Linked DNA regions of Rattus norvegicus: region 1 is linked to region 2. Evidence: chromatin contacts called from public HiChIP or PLAC-seq data. All regions are on one chromosome and are shown on one strand. Each heading gives the region's core, a stretch centred on a gene start, on an enhancer-like site or on the middle of the called end of the contact. The rest is flanking DNA. Distances are from core to core; before and after follow the strand shown.

What was found. HiChIP or PLAC-seq counts read pairs in DNA pulled down with a chosen protein or histone mark.
Region 1: an H3K27ac HiChIP or PLAC-seq map of oligodendrocytes shows a contact between it and region 2, with 14 times the contacts expected there. The contact joins two enhancer-like sites. A contact is called at or near these places in 3 of 12 Hi-C or Micro-C datasets (the A7r5 cell line, Schwann cells and mammary epithelial cells) and 1 of 1 datasets of contacts at active chromatin or transcription factors (oligodendrocytes).

The regions. Positions count from the first base shown.
Region 1 is chr7:49,309,660-49,314,407 of GRCr8, reverse strand. No RefSeq gene overlaps it. Among named protein-coding and RNA genes, the nearest start is that of Krr1, 50 kb to the left of the region's middle. Within about 2 kb of position 1,352, at least 6 of the 93 cell types and tissues checked have an H3K27ac peak or open chromatin away from gene starts, as enhancers often do.
Region 2 is chr7:49,032,167-49,037,173 of GRCr8, reverse strand. No RefSeq gene overlaps it. Among named protein-coding and RNA genes, the nearest start is that of Phlda1, 180 kb to the right of the region's middle. Within about 2 kb of position 3,418, at least 37 of the 93 cell types and tissues checked have an H3K27ac peak or open chromatin away from gene starts, as enhancers often do.

The DNA.
Region 1 (4,748 bases), core at 103-2,602, 280 kb before region 2:
CAACCCCAATGAAGTGTCTGCCTTTCTAAGACTTGCCTTGGTCATGGTGTCTGTTCACAGCAGTAAAACCCTAACTAAGACAGGTCCATACGTTACAGTAAAGGAAACCTGTTTAGAAAGACCAAATAATGAAAAGGCAACCCAAAACTTCCTGTGTCTCTTAAAAATATACAGTTCTAATTCTAGCTACTCAACACTGAGGCTGGAGAATAATAAGTTGAGGACGTGTCTGGCGACAAAGTGAGTTCAAGACTAGCCTGAGCAATTTAGTGAGACCCCGTCCTAAAATTAAAAAGTAAAAGGGGGCACAAGTGTCCATGAGTATCACCTCAGACAGAGTGGCTGCCCAACATGAGCGATTCACTCAGGTTCAAACAGGCTGTCTGCTCAAAGGCAAAATAACAACAACAACAACAACAACAATAATAATACTGACGATGATGATGATGGTGATGATGATGGCGATGATGATGATGATGATGATGATGAAGACATTATAAAGAGGACACAGCAATTCAAGGCAGTTTCCTTGTTTGCTTCTCATACAGCAAGTCATTTCAGAATAGTTCGTTTGTCCAGATAGCAAAGTGGCCTTTAAAATGCTAATTTTGAAAACTGCAAACAATATGCCCTTCTTTGTTTACATTCCTTCGAATTACTTTTAATTTTAAGGTACTATATTTTTGTTCTTTTGAATATATATCATATATGTATATATCATAATCTTCTCTTCCTGGAGTTTTCCCTGATCCTCAACATCTCACCCACTCATCCAACTTCATGTTCTCTCTCTCTCTCAAAACAGCAACATAACAACAAAAAAAGCAAAAAAACCCCCAAAAAACAGAAAAATAAACCCAAGAAAACTAAACTACAACAAAAAAGCACACACACACAGAGAGAGAGAGAGAGAGAGAGAGAGAGAGAGAGAGAGAGAGAGAGAGAGAGAGAGAGACTGTTTTGTGCTGACTAACTTCTCCTGCCCTGGAGTATGGTTGATATCCTCACTGCTACTCCATTAAAGACAGTAAGTTTGCCTTTCCCATCAGGTATCCATTAGAAATAGCTTCTCGGTTAGCAGTGAGACTTTGTGCCACTTGCCCTTCCCAGTGCTGGGACTTTTGTCTGGTTTGAACCATGGGACGTGTACACAGTGCCACCATTTCTGTGAATTCATATGTGCATTAGGGCTTGCCGTGTCTGGAAGACACTGTTTCCATAGACTCATTCCTTACCTCTGGCTCTTATAATCTTTCCGCCTCATCTGTGGTGTGGATCTTTCTTCCTTGAATATTCTTATCCCTTTGTATTATCTTTTGCTTTAACACGAGCTCCCAGGACTAGTGAGAAGCTACAACCTATTTCTTCTCATCTATTCCGTGCTCAGTGAGACAGCTAGGTAAAAGTCCCCATGGTGTCAGGAATTCTCATTCTAAGAGTTATTTTAATACACAGGATGAAGAGGGTCAGGTTCTTTCCAGAAACAGCACGGAGCAAGGCAGGGGAAGGCTTAATTAACTAAGATGCCAAGTCTAAAACCGTGAAAAATTTTCACCACTAGGGGGCAGTGCTTGAAAGAATAACAGTCTACTCTTGCAGTTAGGCGGGACAGAGAACAATGACCTCCTTGTTATTTCCTACCCCACATACAGAGCACATAAAGATTTTATTTCTTTGGAGAAAAGAGGGACAAAAAGCGTTTGCTCTGACTTGAGGCAGAATTCAACGATGACGCTCTCTTCACTTGCTGAGCTCAGAGCAAGAGATGCCAGTAGCACTTAATTTTCAGAATCACTAAAGCGTCCATGAAAGAAAGTGTGCTTATAAAAATGAAATCTTTCCATAATAAACTCTAAAGGAGAAAGTATTTGTCAAAGTTATGATGGAGGAGCAGGAAAAAAAATGGTTGCTCTGGTCTGAAAATCATTAAAATTTGTTACGATGAATAACTTATTTAATAAATAACCTTTTCCCCCCTTCCTTTGTGCGTGTAACAGTCACACACACTGTATCATACAGAAACAAAGGCAACATCTATGTAATAATATGAAGGAGTTAAATCTTGCTCTTTGAAGAAGGAAAGGACTACTGGATGAGGCGTTGAAGGTGTTTTCGAAAATAGATCGTAAAGACTGTAAGTCCATTGTTTACCTGCTTCAGTCTTCAACAGGAACATCGTTAATTAGAGTCCTAAACTGGAAACATTGTTTCTTTAAACCCTCATTACAACCCACAGTCCAGGGAGCAGGAGGGGTTGGTTGAACACTCCTGCCTTTCAAAGGAAACCAGAGAGGGTAGGGGAGAGAAAGATCCCAGAGTTTTTCCAAGAATGCCAGATTCAAACCTTCTTACTTTTCCTAAAGTCAACCCATGGACTTCAATGATCATCATTGAGGATAGGAAAACATTGGAGAAGCTAGCACAGCATTGGGCGAGGTAGAGTGCTGTAAACATTGATCTTTTGCTCGTCTTAATGATAAGTGAGAATGTCCAACAACACAAATGAAGCGTGAGGAAGTCCAAACGGAGGCAGTCCAAACAGAGGATGCCTTTTCTATCCCCAAGCCAGTCAAACAGGTCCCCTTGCTCTAAGAAAAAAAATGCATGTTAATTGGGAAGAAGATATTCTAGCCCCTGCCTTACCATCAATTCCCCTAGTCAGAGGGTAACGTTACAATGTGAGAGCTGTTGTGGGTCCTATCCACTCACTTCTGCCTTTGACTTGGAAGGACAGAGCAGAAAGTAAGCTTACGGTAAATAGACAGATAGACAGATAGATAGATAAATGTCATATAGATCAAGGTTTGTTTTCCCAGCCCTCCTTAGCTGTGTGACCCTGCGTGGCTCTGCCCAGGACTAACTGTCATGTGGCACACAGTTCTCTTTGCAGAAGGAGGTAACAGATGTGCTCACATCACAGGATCAATGCGCAGGAAATAAGGGCAGAGGCAACTCGGCCGCTCTTCACAGAGCTTCTTCTGTTATGAGTCCATCATGATCTCACAGGCTTCACTGACTTCAAAGGAGGAGGCTGTCACGTGGCATATGTTAAAACTTCACCACAAATACTAGAGATCCCACTATTCATGCTCTAAAGGGTCTTAAACTTTTAAAACTTTCAGGTTTTGTTCTGCTTTAAAAACAAACAAACAAACAAACAAAAACAAAACAAAAAACAAAAACAAAACAAGGACCTTTCCCCCATTTCAATCGCGTACAAGCTACAGTTATAGAATATATGCCTGGATGAGGCCTTAATGATCTTTCTAGAACCCCTCCCACTCTCCTACATCCCCACCCCCACGCCGAGCAGCTCAGAAAACAGCACTCCCCCTATGCCTTGAGAACTACAAACACAAGATTAAGATCAGGCTTAAAGATGAAGTGACTTTTAAGAACCAGTGTGTTATCCGGTGGGAGCGGCGTATTAAAGAATTCTAAACTGTGTAGCTGTTCATAAATATACTCATAAGAAATATTGAAGCTCTAACACCAAAAGTAATAGAACTATGCATACAAATACTATTCATTATGTGAGTCTCTGAGCAACCAGCTTATTTCTACTCTTATCAGCGTCAACGTGGCAATAAAATGTCTCCTTGTCCTTCCAGCTTCCTTATTAGAATGCACTAAATTTGTTTTTCTCATACATGGGGAGATAAGGTTATTAATTACACAAACTGCTTATCAGCAAAATGTAAAATAGCAGGAGAAGCTAAGAAGGAGAACAAACGTTGGGATGGAAGAAATTTAGGTGCAAGAAACCTTAGAGGGTGAATATGGGAGCCATATATATGAGACTTGACTTTTAGAATTAAAACGTTTCATGGAAAGTATTTGTAATTGAAAGAAAAACAATAAAAAGACAATTAATGAAAAAGGATACACCCACATATGTGTGAAATTTCCCAATTAAAGTTAAAAGCATAAATTGTTGTCTCCCAGTGCTAAGACCTTTACAAATTATAAGAGTTACGTTCTGCAGGACTGTGGCTGGGTCAGGAGAGGTGGAGGAGTGGTGACCTCAAGGCCACTGCATATTCCTGGCTTTGTTTCCTGTAGGAAGCAGTTAATAAGTGATGTTTGGGGTGACATAATTTGCGTGAACTTCATTTCACAGTTCCGAGGAGAAAGCATTCAGCAGATGTGAGGTATGTGTGTGGAGGGTATCTTCTCTCTGAAACGAGAAAATAAAAGGGAGCGGTTGAGCCGGTCTGTCTTTCAGTGCTCTAGTGTGCAGAGCATTGGCGCTACATCAGCAGCCAGCTCTCTGCTGACCATCAAGATGTCTGGGAAAGGGGTTCTCAACATAGGGTGTTAGCCAATCACCTCAGTCTTAGAAAAGACCACCTCCATGCACTTAATTTCCATGGATTGACAGGCTACAGTCACAAATTAGGTGAGTGAAAATCACTGGCCCTAAGCAACCAGTTTTGGACTAATTCGTCTCAACTACCCATACCCATATGTGGTGGGCAAATTGAATCACAACCAATAGCTTACAGGACTAGATAATGAGTATTGGAGGAGTCATTAATGTAATTAAATGTTGATCAGGCTCAAGGGGCTCAAATTCACAAAGCCGCCTGTCTGAAAGCATCGGGTTTTGTACAACACTACGCTTGCTCTACACATGCTTTCTTACCAGTTCATCTGCATACCTTCCTATCTGCCCATCTTTCTCTTTATAAAGTGCAGTTTTTTAAGCCTTCAGAATGCCTTTAACGCCTCCTCTGAAAATGTAGCGT
Region 2 (5,007 bases), core at 2,169-4,668:
AGGATTCTATTACTTACTTCCGCCTCCCATGCCCCACTCATGAGGCTTGAAAGGGTGGAACCATTGTTCAAAGAGGAAAAGGTGAACTTAGAAGTCAGCTCTGGGTATGTTCATGAATCCTTAACATTTCCACACCAAATACTTGGTCCCCAGTTTGGATGAAAACAATTCTAAAAGGACAACGATAAAACGAACCCAGGGAAATCTCTAATGATTCAGTCAGGATCCATTTTAGGGATAAGAGTTTTGACAGTTTTTCGTGAGGACTCTGGAGTTACACACCCAGTAACCGACAGAACGAGATCGAATCCAGTTTTCCTGGTCCCTATTGGGACCAGAGGGGTGATGAAACGATATTTTCCAAATGAATATGTTCGTTCTCCTGACAGAGAAATGTGCATCCTTCTACAAACTGAGGCATGTCTTTTACATTCTGTCGAGGGCATTCATTCAAGGCAGACCAGGCATTAGTTACAGGGTCAACAGCTGGTCCAGCTGAGACGTGTCACAGCCATCCTGAGCCTCTAAAACAAGCCATTATCTGGCCGGCAGCAGATTGGAACCATCTGTCACTGCAGGCCACATATGGCCCCAATAGATTGTAAAAATAAGGTTGTCACAAAAGGTCATTAGCTAGGCATCATTTCTCTGTGGTAAGCTCCAGCCAGAAACAATGATTCTGCCATTTTTATCTCCAACCCTCTCTCCAGCACTCAGAGAAGCTGAGGCCAAAGGAAGCAGGGCAGGTGTCCTCCTGCCCTAGCAGCTGACAAATACCATGACACGCAGACTCCCCTCCCTTGGACGAACCTTTAGTTCCCTTAAAAATATGTTTTACCTTCTCTCATAAGGAATTCCAGGAGTGAAGGTTTATAAATGGAACCTCATGCAGCTGGGGAGACAGCTCCGTTGGTCAAACAGAGTAGAGTTTGGGACTCGAGTACACACACAAAAGCCAGGCACTGCAACCTGTGCACAGAATTCCAACACTGGGGAGGAGAAGGCAAGAGGGTCCCTGGGTCTTGCTGGCCAGCCAGTCTAGTGGGATCCGTGAAATCGGCGAGGGACCCTGTCTCAAAAGGTAAGGTAAAGAAGCAAATAAGGAAGATGACTGATGTTGACCCCCATCTTCCACTTCATTGCACATACACAAGCACGCATGTGCATCAGACAAAAATATGCATAAGGAAGCTGGCAAGATGGCTCAGTGGTTAGGAGCACATGTTGTTGTTGCAGAGGACCACTCCGGAGGCTGCAGCAGGTAGATTTCTGTGAGTTGTCAAGGTCAGTTTGGTCTACACAGTGAGTACCAGGAAGGGCAACCTACAGAGACCCTATCTAAAAATAAAATAAAATAAAACTTACACATATTTGGACATAGGTTTAGTATGTTTCATTCCATACAGCATGCCAACATACACGCTGTGGAACACTAGCCATTAGAAGGAGGAAATCCTATCATCTGACCACAGGAAGGAGCTTGGAGGGGAATGGAACACTGAAACACACCAGACACAGAAAGATAAATGGTTCATGTCTCTCTCACTTGTACACAAATCTTAAACTACTGTATTTTATATCCCTGAAAATCAGTGGGTCAATTTTAAAGTGTCCTCAGCCTCCCAACACACATTCATAAATATACATATATAAATACACATACAGTCACACATACAAATATGCTCACATACATGCATATGTGTGCATATACACATACTCATACACACACATTTAAGCACATACAACTAATACATATGCACACACAAACATACAGACATATGCACAAGATAACATGTAAAGTAATTATCTCAAGGCAATTTACAATGTATATACATTTTGAAATATGAAATAAATACAATGACACTTATTTTCCAATATTAAACATTAAATTTTAAATTATCCTAACTTGTTTTCTGTGACTAAAAATGTTAACTAAATGTTATAACAATTGATTATGCGCTTAAAAATATATTCAGGGAAAAGGCTGTGCTTTTAAACCGTGACTGGATAATCTTTGATATTTATTCTGATAAGAGATAAGTGTGTGCCTTGCCATCGATTAGGTGCAGGATGACAACTGCTTAATCTAAACAGAATGTACCAGAAGCAGGGATATAGGACTTGGGGTACTGAGTCAGGAAGGACATGCAGCCTGTGTCTGACTCGTAGGTCCGAGCGTTCTGCACACTGGGTTCCACCACTCTGCAGGACCTCACTGTAAAGAAGCCTGGAACCACTTGCGTAGGCAGTGTGATCTGAATGTGACCTTTAGGACCTTCCTGCCAGGGTCCCCTAGGTAGTCCCAGTGCCAGCCTTTGCTGTCTTCCCTATCTAAGACCCCAGATAACAAGAGACAAATCCAGCGCTGTCAGCACCCACCGCAGTAAAACAGCTCCTGATCTACATTCAGAATTATCAACTCCCTGATTGTTTCTCCTGGATGCACTGAGGGGGGGGGGGAGAGGGAGGGGGAGAGGGAGGGGGAGGGGGAGGGGGAGAGGGAGGGGGAGAGGGAAGAGAGGGTCCTCTTATCCACGACGCCATCACATTTAATCCTCTCCAAAATCCTCTAGAGCTTGCTCCTGCCTCCAAGGTAAGGAAAGCGGTTCTCAACAATGAGCAGGGAAAAGCACCTATGGCGCCAAAATCACCATTAACAAACGTCAGCTCTGTCCACCCACGCCTTTAAACTTCACCAAGCCTTAGACCCTGTCAGAGCCTAGAAACCACAGAGCATCTGTAAATAGAATCATTTTTACATTTGATAGTGTCACCATTTGAGAGTTCTCTGTCCTCGCTCAGTCTTCAAACGCTGAGCTTAATTAATCGATTTCTGGCCCTTTCTCCAATCTCATAGCCACCCTGCTTCAGGCTCCCATTCCCAGACCATGGGGTGGATTTTTAAATCCACGTGTCAGAGGGTTTTTTAATCCATAGTGAATTCACAGGCCAGATCAAGTGCTGATGCCATAGAAAAAATCAACCAAGATAAGCTTTAAAAACACAGATGCCTGGACTAGGGAAATGGCTCGGTTAGTGAAGTGCTTTTACCATGAGCATACCAGGAAAGAAACTAAAAACAAAAAACAAACAAACAAACAAACAAACAACCCCTGTGTTTGGTTCCCAGCACTGATGTAAAAGGCATTATGGGGATGACGGAGCTGGAGATGCAGGAGGTGGGGACTGGCAAGTCACTGCGACTTGTTAAACCACCAACCTGAAATCATCCGTGAGCCTCTGGCCCAATAACAGACTGTCTTGAAACAGAGTAGATGGCTCTTGAAGAATGACACCCAAGGTTAACCTCTGGCCTACAAACCCACATTCAAATATACATTAGCCCATAGACACACACGCACGCACGCACGCACACACAGATTCCCTAGCTCTGCTTCCAGGGACTCTAAGCTACTGGTGGCTCCTAAGGGAGGTAATTAGGAAATACTTGCATGGCAGATATAGTCCCATATATTCTGGCTCCTACCAACCTCTATCTTTGCAACCCCTCACCTGATAGCTGACTCAGAAAATAACCCCCACCTATAGGCGCACGTGCATGAACACACACATATACACCAGTCTCTACATATGTTGTTCCTTTTGCCAGGAACAGTCTGGTAAATGTGTAACTGTTTTCCATAACCTTTTCCCAACTCCCTCTTACAGTTGCAGCCCTTTTCCTGTGCTCTAATTGCCCTCCTGCCACCCCCATTCCTCTGATCTAATTGCCCTCCACCCTCACTACCTCCCACCTGTCTCCTAGCTCAGAACCAAGGGATGTGCTAAAGCCAGGGACCCACTTACTCTCACCCGAATCCCCAGTGTGAACACAGTGCCCCATTTATAAAAGATGTCCAACAAACTCGGGCTGAATGAATAACCCAATGTGTTTCCTTTCAGCTGTAGCTGCCAAGAAACGCAGAGCCAAATTCAGTCACCAAGTAGAGTGATTAGCTCATCCCAGGTGCCTCAGAGCATCTGCTCCCTCCTTAGACATGGTCTCTGTTCTCTTCCTAGCCACAATCAACCTATTTCCTATTAGGCTTAATGTTGCACGCTCTTCAAAATCCTTTTGGAAGGTAGGTTACATCTGAAACATTCCAACAGCTACAGGAGTTCCTCCAAAGGCTTGTGCTACTGAGTAGGGTTTTTGTAGGTTTCATTCAGAACAGGTAATTTCTTGACCAAAACAAAAAACAAAACTCCGATAAAGCTAATGGAGTCGCCAATAAAAATATTTTTAAAAAATACCTGTGGTAGGATAACATATAAGAAAAGAAAAGACATTACTGAGGAATAGGCTACGTTTCCCAAACCTAGTGATTAATTCTTCACCACAATCAAATGAGGAAACAACCTCTTCGTTAGTAAGTGTCTGCTTTATACAAGAGACCTTGGGTAACATTGTTGGTAAGAATATGCTTGGACCCAAAGAATCAGGGCTTACTGTGTTGTAGGTTAAGGACATAAGGACATTGTACGTCGGTGCACTCTTGCAAGTATATCCTAAAAATGCAACATTGTGCGATTTCTACAGGCTATAGTCAAAAGTCTTATAGAAGCTATTGTATCTGGCCTGTACCTTTTTCATTTTTTTCTTTTTTACTTTTTCACTTTACATACTGCTCACTGCCCCTCTCTCTGTCACTCCCTTCCCACAGCCCTTCCCCCATACCTCCCTCCCCTTCTCCTCTGAGTAGGAGGGGACACCCCTACTGACCTATACCTTAAACAAGAAAGATTTAGACATGTGAAGTAGCCAGAGTCTTGTCAAGAGATGATGATGATGATGATGATGATGATGATGATGATGATGATGATGATGATAATAATAATAATAAAATATGATATAATATAATGACTGAAGAGATGGCTCTGCCACTGAATCTGGCACCATGAATTCCCTGGGACTACATGGTAGACGGAGAGAACTGGCTCCGGGAAGTTGTCCTCTGACCTGCACATGTACACTGTCACACATGCATGCCCAGTATTTGTGTGTGT